Regions from separate parts of the Sus scrofa genome. Here region 2 is linked to region 1. Evidence: chromatin contacts called from public Hi-C data. All regions are on one chromosome and are shown on one strand. Each heading gives the region's core, a stretch centred on a gene start, on an enhancer-like site or on the middle of the called end of the contact. The rest is flanking DNA. Distances are from core to core; before and after follow the strand shown. Region 1 holds the start of GNB2 (guanine nucleotide-binding protein G(I)/G(S)/G(T) subunit beta-2). Region 2 holds the start of AP1S1 (AP-1 complex subunit sigma-1A).

What was found. A called contact is a pair of places that touch in the nucleus more often than the background predicts.
Region 2: a Hi-C map of liver shows a contact between it and region 1, with 2.3 times the contacts expected there. The contact joins the promoter of AP1S1 here to the promoter of GNB2 in region 1. A contact is called at or near these places in 2 of 47 Hi-C or Micro-C datasets (embryonic fibroblasts and liver).

What each region holds. Positions count from the first base shown.
Region 1 is chr3:8,577,720-8,580,530 of Sscrofa11.1, forward strand. It overlaps GNB2 (guanine nucleotide-binding protein G(I)/G(S)/G(T) subunit beta-2), which reads left to right and starts at 1,318. Exons shown (of 10, transcript XM_003480989.3): 1 at 1,318-1,483.
Region 2 is chr3:8,879,657-8,882,356 of Sscrofa11.1, forward strand. It overlaps AP1S1 (AP-1 complex subunit sigma-1A), which reads left to right and starts at 1,337. Exons shown (of 5, transcript XM_021086258.1): 1 at 1,337-1,475. The coding sequence starts at 1,473. It overlaps LOC110259888 (a long non-coding RNA gene), which reads right to left and starts at 2,108. Exons shown (of 4, transcript XR_002342304.1): 1 at 1,979-2,108.

The DNA of each region.
Region 1 (2,811 bases), core at 68-2,567:
AACAACAAAAAAAGGAATGCAGGATCCAAAACCAGGCTGCAAACTGCACCATAGGTCACCGCAATGCCAGATCCTTAAGCCACTAGTTGGATACTGGATACTAGTTGGATACTGGATACTAGTTGGGGTCATTACCTGCTGAGTCACAATGGGAACTCCCTCCCTTCCAAATTCTCATTGACACCTATTACCTACTGCTAATATATGATCGAATTGGTGAGTGCTCCATAAATGGAATTTGTGCTTAACTAAGAATGTGACTTTTCTTATTCTCTTTAAAAATTGGTGCTTTGGAAACTGTTTTTAATGCCTTCAACTGAGGCTAAATGAAAAGTGTATGTTTTAATACTTTTAAATCGCATGAGGACTCAATGAAGGTTACTCATTGATTTGAACTTTCCAAAACATTTTCACAATCCGCAGGATCTTAAAATAATCCAAGGTGACTTGCAGGGCAGGTAGCTATCAACACTCTCATTTTATAGATGTGGAAACCGAGGCCTATACTTACATTCTCATCCCTTCGCGGAGATGGTCCAGAGCGAGGTTCATCAAGAGGCTAGATATTAATACACACAATAAGGTCGATAAAGCAGCCTTGGTTCATATTCCAACTCTGCAGCCCTAGGACTCTGTTTCCACTACTGTAAAATGGGGACAAAGCCAGTACTCAACTTCATAGCACTGTGAGGAGTAAATAAGTATGAAGCTCAATAAACGAGTTGCTATTAGAGTGTCATGCCGCCACATAAAGAGTTCCGCAAAAGCCACTGGGCAACGCGGGGGCACTGCCTGGGCAGACCCGTTCTCACAGCATACCTGAGTTCCCAGGGGCCGCCCAGGTCCCCATGGCTTCCCGCCCGGGCACCTTCGGAAACACTGCTCCTCCTCGCTACGCGTTGAGGCCGGCTGGCCTCTCCAGCAGTGATCAACACTGATCTCTCTCAACCCTGTCCCCTGTGGAGGGGCGTGGTCTCACAGACAAAGGGCGGAGCCAAGGCGAGAACTGGGGCGTCGAGCTCCCCTTCCCAGTCTGGAGCCGCCCAATCCGGGAGGGCAGGTCACGTGACCAGCGAGCGGTTTCACCCTCCCCTATGCCGGTACCACCTATGTCAGTCCCAGAGGGGATGTTTTGTGCCTTTTCGGGAAGCAAAGTATTTTTCTGAGCCCATTTTGCGTAGAAATAATGTAGAGTAATATCTTTGATGTTATGGGGTCAATATTTGCCCCCTAAGTGCTATTTTTCCCCCGGCCTCCCCCCGATAAGTAGTTGGTCTCGTCCAGCCGGGCCCTGGGCGCGGCGGCGACGGCCGCGTCACTGGCGGGCGGGATCCCTCCGCTCTGGGGAGAGCAGCGCTGGACGGTTGAGTTGGGGTGACTGAGAAAATCCATCCGCGTCGCCGCCGCTGCCGCCTCCGCCGCGGAGGAAGACAGGACCTCCCGCTCTCCTTTAGCGACCCTTCGCAGAGTCCCACCGCCACAGGTACCTCCGCTGGTAAAAGGAGTCCTCATCCCCTTCCCAGCCCCAAATTCCCGTGGGGGAACCTCTCTTCCGTCTGTCTACCCGGTCTGGCCTCTCGGGAGCGGACGTAACTCCCCAGACATCCCCTCCCTTCTTATGGCCCCGTCGCTCCCAAACCCGGAAGGGGAACTGGGGGACCCTCGCCCCCAATAACGCACGCGCTCCCTGCAGCATCAGGGGCCTTTTGCCTGACTCTAGACCTCATCTCACCCCCACCTGCCTCTTGCTCCCTGAGAAGTTGGGGGGCTAAATTCGGGGCTTCCTCTAGGCCCTGTCCCGCCCCCTTTCCCCACCACTGCCACCCTCTTAGCTCCCCCGGGGTAGCACCCCTCGTGTCCTCCCATTTCGCACCGCCGCTGGCATTCGCCTTGCAAAAGTCCAGAATCCTCAGAGAAGCAGGCAAGGCCGCGAGGCCACCCTTCCCTTGTCTCCACCCTCGATTTAGGTTCTTTTCTGGACCCATTACCCCCTAGACCAGAGACCTCGGCACCTCATTCCCTTTAGCAGTCCTAACCTCACGCTTAGCTCCCAGTCGCCCCTACCCCCCACCGAGCTTTCTTTTGGGCAAAATGGAGGTCGTGGGGGCCGGAGAGCCAGGCCCACTGCGTTTCGAAGAGCCACACCGGCCCGCGCCTTCCCCTGCCAGATCCGGGGACCCTCGCTTGTCCCTTGCCTCCCCTTCGCCCCGTCAGCCTTGCGGAGGCGGTGGCACCCCCATTTCTCCTTGGGACCCCAATTGCTGTATGCCCAGAATCTGGGGTTGCCGAGGGGGCTCGGAAGGGTGATAGGGATTGAGGGCTGGGAGCGTTGCCCCCGCCCCCAGCGGCTTCCTCCTGGCCTGCTTCCTTCTGCCTGGGGCGTCTGGCGCTGCCGCCCGGCCTGGGCTGCCGGCAGCTGGAATTGAGGGGCTTTGTCCCGAGCTGGGGAAATGGGATGGGGGTCTCTGCCCCCCACTTTGGAAGGGCGTCCCCAGGCTCTGGCGTAGAAAGCTGAACAGAGCGAGGGGAAATGTCAGCGGGGAAGAGAAACGCCCAGGGCCTGGGGGAAGTGGGAGCAGGGTGGGGGACGCCTGGGTTGGCAGAGTGCAGTGTGCATGGCCAGATCACACAGGTGTCCAAAGGAGGGGGGGGGTAGGACTTCGGGCGCTGGAGCGGAGCCAGCCAGGCCCCTGGGGCCCCGGCGCGGAGCTCACAGGCTGGGCTCCTGGGGAGCCGAGGGTGCAGGGGCCGGGCCGCCTGAGGCCGTCCGCTCGCCAGCCCGCTCTCCGGCGCCTGGGAGAGAGCAGCTCC
Region 2 (2,700 bases), core at 87-2,586, 300 kb after region 1:
AATAACACCAAGAGAGTTCAGCCGACATCGTTGGCAAGACTATGATACAGGCAGAGGAGAAAGGGAAAAGAAAAAGAAAGGAAGAAAAAATAGTAGAAGGAAGAGGGTGGAAAAAGCAAATAGTCGTAATCCCTACCCAAATCAGGTGTTTACAGTGTGTCAGATATATACAGCCTGAAATCAGACTTGCAGGGTAGGTAATGCTATCTTCGTTTTTAAAATGAGGAAAGGAGGGTTAAATGATCCACTTGAGGAGTTCCCTGGTGGCCTAGAGGGTTAAGGATCTGGTGGCTTGGATCTCTGCTGTGGCGAGGGTTGGATTACCTGGCCTGGGCACATCTGCATGCTGTGAGAGCAGTACCCCCCCCCAAATGACCCACTTGAGACTATACATCAAATAAGAATCAGAGACCAGATTGCATCCCAGGTGAATTAGGCCCACCCTCTGGCAACTAAAGCATATTACCTCCATAACAAAGAGTAAAGGAAAAAGAATACAAAGTGGAGACAGGTAGGACCTTACCAACAACTGCTTCAAGTGCTGCTCATAAGTAATAGCACCATTAATTTCCAAGAATTATCTAGAAATATGCCATTTTTTCAGCAAGTTTGAGATTTTCTTACCTATTTATATGCAAACTCCTTTACACACACAAGCATACACACTCAAACATGCACATCCTCAGCCAAAAAGCTTGTATGACAATTCTCATCTTTACACTTGTGTCTGGGTTACAACTGACCCTTTCCTAGCTTTGATTTATGCTAACCTTTTAAAATTTTCTCGACTTCTTCCTCTTTTGCCTTAATTCATGCTCCCCCTCTTCCTTACATCAGTTTTCTATCAGCCCCTCCTTTTTCTTTTATTTCTGGTCTCTCTCATTACCTACAAATCTCTCTTACTTTGAGTGTTGCATCTAGCAGGTTCTCAGTAGATATCTATTTTGAGCTCCATACTTTTCTCAAGCTTGCCCCCCCCACCCTTTGTCTTCGCCTTTCTCATCATTCTTCCTTCCCCACAGACAGTTCCCACCTTGTTCCCTCTCAGTCGCCCACGCCCCTTCCATTAAACCACCCTACTTCCTCATGAACTCCAGCGGTCATCTCACCCATCTCTCACCCCTTTTCCCGCCTTTTCCCCCCAAGGTTCCAAAGCGCGAGGACCTCATTGTCCTCCTCCCCCGTCCTCCAACCAGCCCACAAGACAGCCTTGTTACCATGACGACAGAGCTAATCAAAGCTGAAGTCGAGGACCTGGTTGCCATGGCTTCCGCTTCTCCGCCCCCCAGCCCCGCCTGCGCGCCCTGCAGCGTTGGCGCCTGCGCAGTACGCATCGCATGGGTTCTCCGTGCCGGGGCGGACGGGGCGGGGCTTCAAGCGTGAGGGAGGGAAGGAGGCGAAGGGATCTGAAAGGGAGTGGAGCTGGCGCCTACGGTGGCTGAAGAGGGACGCGCAGGGCCGGAGGCTGCAGGATGGTAGGCTGTGCAAAGAGGGAGGGGAGGGGGAACCGAGGGGCGTGGGCTGCACCTGCGGGGGTCCTGGGGGGCCGCCCTCTGTGTGAGCCGTTTCCTTCCCTCCGGTCCTCAGAGGCCTTTACTTATCCGGACGGGTGGGCCAGCCGGCCTCGAAAGGAAGAGCAGCTGGAAATGGCTTAAGGGCAAAGGGGCGGGGAGGGGGCACATTTGTGGGGTGAGAGGGTGACTAGGGGGCGGCGGGACTGGCCCGGGCGAGCGGGAACGCGCGGGTCGCGAACCCAGTGGTCCCGAGCCCTGCCACAGGGAAGTCGCCTGAGGAAGAGCGGCACCGGGGCCTGTCGGAGGAGGAAGGCAGAGGGGGGTCTCGGGTCACCCAGACTGACTGTACCCGTGCAGCCCACAGAGAAGCGGCGGCCGCCGGCGGGGAGGGCCGTGTGTGTGGGAGGGGATAGTTTCCGGGTGTGACGAGGGGACGTCCTGCCGCGGTTTGCCGCCCTGCTCACCTAGAGGCTGGAGTGAGGTGGGAAAGCCAAGTGGTCTCGAGGTTTTGCTCTCGGGGACCCAGCTTTTGGCTCCTCGGCTCGCGTGCTCTGGCCTCTCCGCCCCCACCTCATCCTCTTTCCGGAACCCAGGCCTTCCGTCTTCCTGCTGCCCGGCCCACCCCCCATCTTAGCGGAGCACGGCTCCCTTCAGCCCCTCCGTGGCCCTCCCACCACGCTAGCAGTGCTACCCCTTCCCTGCCAGCAAAAAAAAAAAATCGGTTCTCTTGAATTCTGATCTTTAGCCTGCTAGTGTTGTTCCACATCCCCAGGATTCCGGCCCTGGGAATGTACACGGAGACAAGAGCTAGTGGGTGAGGGAGATGACTCCAGGTGTGACCCAGACCCCTGGAACTGGGAAGCTGCCGGCGGGGTTTGCGGGGTTTACGGGGTCGAGGGTTCTGCACTCTTCCCCACTCCACCCTCTTGCACTTGTTCCACAACATTCCCTAGGGGAGCCACTCTGAATGGCTGTGTCCAAACTGAGGAACTGGAAGGGAAATTGGTCACCTGGTATCTGGGGAGGTGTGGGCGTTGTAGCAGGTGGCACCCTGAAAGGAAGAAAAGAGGAATCTCAGAGGCCAAATGCCTGGGTGGCTGAGGAGAGAGGAGGGTGGAATCATGTGCTGACATGAAGGAGACCCTGGGGCATAGGCCTGGCACTGGCGGGCAGTGTGTTGGGGACA